Linked DNA regions of Mus musculus: region 1 is linked to region 2. A link is a contact called in public promoter capture Hi-C data. All regions are on one chromosome and are shown on one strand. The core of a region is the stretch at or near the end of the contact, and the rest is flanking DNA. Distances in the headings are between cores, read along the strand shown.

What was found. Capture Hi-C pulls out chosen DNA fragments and counts their contacts.
Region 1: a promoter capture Hi-C map of liver shows a contact between it and region 2. The contact joins the promoter of Zdhhc8 here to the promoter of Klhl22 in region 2. A contact is called at or near these places in 3 of 39 promoter capture datasets (3T3-L1-derived adipocytes, cranial neural crest and liver), 1 of 484 Hi-C or Micro-C datasets (forebrain) and 2 of 9 other capture datasets (liver and pancreatic islet).

Annotation. Positions count from the first base shown.
Region 1 is chr16:18,233,690-18,236,678 of GRCm38.p6, reverse strand. Zdhhc8 (zinc finger, DHHC domain containing 8) reads left to right here and starts at 1,543. Exons shown (of 11, transcript NM_172151.4): 1 at 1,543-1,772. The coding sequence starts at 1,669.
Region 2 is chr16:17,758,227-17,761,307 of GRCm38.p6, reverse strand. It overlaps Klhl22 (kelch-like 22), which reads right to left and starts at 1,687. Exons shown (of 7, transcript NM_001359068.1): 1 at 1,614-1,687.

The sequences.
Region 1 (2,989 bases), core at 294-2,793, 480 kb before region 2:
GCCTTGCCAGCCCTATTCAGGAAGAAAGGTACCATATCACTCTGGGCTCTGGCCTCAGCAGCTACATCTGCCCCACCTAAAACTGTTTTGGACTCTCCACGACCAGTGTTTGCTATTTTCCTACAAGACTGTGGCAGTAGTGTGGCTGCCTTGGTACCCTACATATAACATGAGAGTAGACTTAATCCCAAAGGAACTCTGCAGTGGGGGAGCTGTGAGTCGTGGAGCCTCCTGTGGGCCCTAGAGGCCCTAGAGGTTCTGAGCGTTCTATGTTAGGGGCTGTAGGACAAGATTAAAGTCGGGCGAATTTAACTGAACTGTGTGCCTAATGCAGAGGGCCAGCTGGATACTTACTTACCTGAGAGCGGAAAGGAGTTTGTATCCACTCTGCTCTCCACTGTGAGGTCACATCACTGCTATCTTACCAACGCTGGAAGACCCTGAGCTACGTCTTCTGGCATGGAATGACCAACAGGACAGAAATCTGAGAGAAAATCTATCACTGTTTATGCTGTTGAAAAGCTGTTTCTACATTAAGGCACTCGACCCTGAGCTGTGGGCGAGCCAAGGAGTCCCAGGCCTACAAGCAGTGTTGTAGGGAGGAGGTGGCTGAAGGACTCTGGGTTATGGCTCTACAGAAGGAGATAGCAACAACCAAGGGAAGAAGGCTCCCACTATCTTGGTCTGGGGAGGGGTGGACGATGGAGAAGAGCCTCCGGACTGGGGGCGGCTCTGGGGGAATCGTCAGCCAGCACCCTGTTCAGGCCCTGAATAAGCTTCCAAAGTAAATGTTGCTGCCTTGTGGAGTGGCTAAGGCAAGCAGTGGGGTTTGACCATGTTCTTACTCAAAACATTAAAACTGATCTGCTAGGGGAAGCCAATGCAGATGCCTGCAGCATCCTTGGAGGGCCGGTCCACCTTAAACAGCTGCGTCCTGGCGCGGGCAGGTGGGCTTGCTCGCGGGTGGGTGGTGAGCATGCGCAGCCTTTCTAGTCAAGGCCAGAGCAGGGTTCAGTCACTTTCCCTAGGACACCAGCTTTCCGAAGGCGTTCCTAGGTCTCTTACACACGGCCTCAATCAAGCCTGCGGCCTGAGCCAGGACACAGAGGAACTCGGTGACCTAACTCTTAGTGTGTGGAGGGCTGAGAACTGGCTAAGGTTTGGATAGCCATGATACCCCTACCTTGTCATAGAAATCTCGCTCACACCCCAGTGACTGCCAGGGGACCTTCAGCCTGTCCCGGGACTGTGATTGGAGAGCATGTAGGCCCAAGAGAGCTCCCGGGTTAGGGCCTGCGGTAGCAAGGAAAAAAAAAAAAAGGAAAGAAAGGAAGAGACAGACAAGAAAGAGAAAAAGAACATGCTTTCCGTTGTCCTGTCGGTCCAGATGGGCGCTGCGCGTGCGTGGGGTGTCGGGCTACCCCGCAAAAGAGGAGTTGGCCGCCCGGCGCTCCACCCTCAGCCCGCCCCCGCCGCGGCCCTGCCGCCGGGTCCACCTTAAGGGGCGCGCTGACATCAGCGCGCCGCCGCCGCCCGTGGGGTGGGATTTCCTCCACTGCCGCTGCGGCGGATCCTGCGCCGCGTCCAGCCCGCGCGCCCGACCCCGGCCCGACCCGGCCGGCCCCGCCCGCCCGGCCCGGGGAGGGATGCGGCGGCGCGGCGCCCAGGATGCCCCGCAGCCCCGGGACGCGCCTCAAACCCGCCAAGTACATCCCGGTGGCCACGGCCGCCGCGCTGTTGGTTGGTTCCAGCACACTCTTCTTCGTATTCACGTGAGTCGGCGCCGGGTCCAGAGCCTGGTAGCAGCGGGTGGGGGTAGGGAGGTTGGGGGTGGGAGCCGAAGGGGCGCACGTGCCCCACGGGGGCGGCGGTGGGCTGGGCGGATTAGCAGGTTGCGGCGAGGGGCTGCGTCCCCGGAGCACGGACAGGTGAATGCCTGCCTCTGAGCGTTCTAGCAGGCCCTGGGTGTGGTTGCAGCCTTTCATTCCCTCGGGGCTTTGAAGGGGGACGCGTGTCACCTACAGACACCAACCTTCCTAGGGGGAGGGGGGGAGTAGGAGCTGTGAGCCCCCTCGTCGCGGCCAGCATGTAAAATCAACTTATTTCTGTGTTTCTCAGCGTAGGTGTGGCCTGCCCCACAGCCGTGACTGGCCACTACAGCCTACTCAAGGCCCTCAGCCCTCCCTGAACACAACACTGAGAGGCTTCTATCCTACACTTCTAAGTCTGGAGCACAAAAGACCTCAGAGGCTAGGCTGCCAGTCGTGGGGAGGGAGCACTCTTTGCCAGCCTGGCACTAGGCAGCCTCAATTTCTTACCCCGGGCTGGCTCATAGGTCATGGGGTTCTGAATCTCGGACCACTCGTTTCTTTCTACAATTCCAAAGCCTTGACACAACTCAGGTGACCAAAGGGATGGCCATTTGTTTCCAGGTGTGACAGCCCCAGGTGTAAGTGAGCCTGAGCCACCCTTTCCACTTTGTAGAAACATATAGCAGCCTTTGTAGGAGTCTGAATTCAGTGCCTGTTGTGGGAGGAGAGTCCTTACCTGGAGGCTGGGGTTGGGTATGTGCCACTGGCTGCAAAGAGCAAGTTTAAAAAAGGCCTGTGTGGACGGGCTTATTTCTGGCTCCAGGGAAAGTCTGTGTTCTTGTCACTCAGATGTTGTGGATTGTGGACTAAGGAAGGGCTTGGGGAGCTAAGACTGGAGGGGACATATCTTGGAAAATTCGGTCTTCCAGAGGTCTTGAGTGGGGTTCTGTTTCAGTGCAGAGAGGGTGTCACAGGGACATTTCGATGTCTTTTAACATAACTCTAAAATTAAGACATGCAATATGGGAATCAAAGTTTTAAGAGAAATTAAAATCCTCTCCCCCTGCTTTCTCTCCTCAGAGAATGTAAGTAGTTTCAGAGGATTCAGAGGACCCAGGTGGTTCCTGGAAACTTGACTCTGCCTCAAGCTTTGGTCTCTGAGGTTGCTACCGTTTTTT
Region 2 (3,081 bases), core at 438-2,937:
CTGGAAGGCTTCCCCATCTGTGGGTGATTAATTGTCCTAACAGACACTGACCCTCCCCCACCATGCACATGTGGAGGTGGTCCTCACAGTTGTCAGCTGAGCAGCCTGTCTGCCCTCTTGGAAGGGGATGGATATCATCTGCTCTCTAAACGGCCACCACAAAAACAAGTACAGTAAAACAGATGGCTACTCCTTTGGACAGGCAGAGCACAAGAAAAGCTCAAGAAAAGAAATTCAGTACAATCAAGAATGCAACAACATCCAGAATCTCTGGTATAGCCAGACAGGATGGTAACAGATCTGTAACTCCACCACTCCGGAGTGCTGATACAAAAAGATCACAAAGTTGCCTATAAGGAAGAGGTGGGGTTAGAGTGCTCAGTGCACTTAATGCAAAACTATTCCTGCCCGGAACTGGAGCTCCCAGCGCTGACATCGGGTGGAGGCGCCCTCTGCTGGTCTCTAGAGCACCTTCACCCAGGTGCACATACAGACCACTTGTTTCTAACAGCCTTCGCTGTCACGGAACTCTTTGGTGATCAGCCTGGCCTCAAACTCACAGAACTCTACCTCCAGAGTGCTGGGATTAAAGGCAGGGACCACCACACCTGGCTTCACTCTTTTTTTTTAAACGACAAAACATTAAGGAGACTACGGTGACTGCAGATCTAAGATATTCCTCTACACATTCCTTTAGCTTCTGCTTATAACTTCATGCCCCTCTCACACATATAAACTAGGTTCCCTACCATTGTTTGCTACTACAAACAGCTGTGCACTGAAACAAATTTTAGAGGAATCTTCAAGGAATCATTTACTGGAAAGGCATCCTCAACCTTCTGTGGGGGCTCCCATTCCGTATCTGTCCTCAACGCATCTGAACCACAACGTAAGGTGTGCAACAAAAGGAAAAACAGCAGCTTGGGAAGAGCAGAAGAGGGAGCGGGTCCTTATTACCACGGGGGTGGGAGGGAGCATCCAAGAGGTGTTGACGTGCTCTATGGCTTCTTTCCCAGAGCACGGACGAGGAGCATCTCGGAGATCAGGCCTTACCCTAGGAAGCAGCCGCGGGCAGAAGGTGGCCCCGTTGCGCCCGGACAGGTCCGTTCGTTCGGCCTGTACAGGATCTAAACTAGTACAATCCGGGGATTTTGCACTGACAGCGCTTGCTCTCCGGCTTCTCTCAACAACCGCAGCCGCGGCTGATGAGCTTGAGGTCACGCCGGGAGAGGCAGCCAGGCCCGCCCGCTGCCTGTTGCAATCCCTGCTCGAATAGCTTCGAGGGACGGGGACAGGCCAGAGGCCACACTCGGACCCACGGCTGGCGACAGAACCTGACCAACCGGGCTGCGAGGGCCACGGTCCGCTTCAGCCACGCGCAGGCCTCGGCGGGCCCGCGCCACAGCGCCAGGCCCGCGCCGGACGCCCGGGGGTCGCCCGGCCAAGCCCCCGCCACGTCAGGCAGTCGCCCGTGCCCGCCCCAGGCGCCCGCGGTACTTGGCCCAGATCTCCGCGCCCTCCGCCATCCCCGCTCCCTCTCCCATCCCCGCGTGCAGCACAAGCTCGGCGAAGAAGGCCTGCCGGGCCCGCACGGTACATGCCTCGCAGCTGACCTGGTGCTGCCGCAAGCTGAGGCCGCTCTCGCAGCAGGCGGGAGGCGGGAGGCTGGAGGTGGGGGCGGAGCCTCTCCGTCACGTGGGATGCCGCGCAGGCGCAAGGGGACTCTAGGGGGGGTCGCTGTTGGGCGGGGCGGGAAGAGGCTGAAGGGTCAGACCCCGGCTGCTCTTCCGAAGGATCCGCTGTCCGGAAGCTCCACCCTCGAGGTGCCTATTGAAGGTGCAAACCTAGGCCCTCCTTCTTTCCCTTTCTCCTGGCCTCATTCTAACCCTCACTCATTCTCTCACTCATAGCTTCTTCACTGGCTTGTCTCTTCACACCCTTTCACTCACCATCTCCCTCATCGACTCCTTCCTTCCCTCACTTTCCCGTTTCCTCCCCCAGTCATTTCTTCGTTTCTCCTGCATTACTTCCTTCCCTCTTCATCGTGCGTCTATTACTTCACTCATCGTCTCACTTGTCCCCTCCTTCTTGCTTCTTCCTTGCTTCCTCTCTAGGTCGCTCCCACCCTCTCTATCTCTTTCTGTTTTCCTTTCCCTCACAGCCCTATTTATTGTCTGAGGTCTTCCTTCTGCCTCTTATTTCCTCCTTGTCGCTCCCTGGTTTCTTCTGTCATTGTACTTTAGACTTTGGAAGGCTCCTCGTCCGGTGCTTGCTGTGGAGAGTGAAAACAAGCAAAGGCTTTATGTACGGACAAGTGTTGATTTTCCTCTTTTCTGAGACTCCAGAGTAAATCTGGTTCCCAGTCCCAAAACTCACCTGCCCCTAGCTGTCCTGGGGACACCCACTTTTCTCTGCTTCACCTCGAGGAGGACCACACTCTGAGGGGCGCATACCTATAGCAGAATCCAAGAGTGGAGCTGTAGGGCCTTCTTACAGATAGATGGGGGGAAATTGTAGTTTCAATATGGTGGAGAATGTAAGAGAAAAGATGTCGCCAAGGAAGCCTCCTCATGAAAAGGGGGAGAAAAAAAGGAAGAAGAAAATGAATAAAAGAAAGGCTGTTTTAGGGGAACCCTAATTGCTGCCCGGAGGCCTAGCTATAGATCCAGATGAAAAGACCCAGCCTCTAGAAAAGGAGGCACCCAATGCACGTGAACTTCTACCTGTCAGGGCTCCCTGGACCAAATGACTCCACCTGTGTTGCTGGAGACTTTTAGACCATGATAAAAGTATTCTAGCAAGAGATACCATCAGCAAATATATGAGATCCAACAAAAAGTAGAAGACAACACTCCCTTGTCACTTCTGACTATCGGAAAACACAACTGAAACAGGTCACCCACTAGAAAGTTCTAGAGATACAGAATAGCAGAATAGGAAGAAATCTCAAAGTCTATGCCCCAAACCTAGTTTATATAGTATGAAGCTCTTCCCATTCTAAAGACCTAAGCCCACTTTGGTCTCTGGATTTGAAAGGAAGATTCGTTTTCTCCTTGTATAACAGTTTTCCCCAAGATTGGA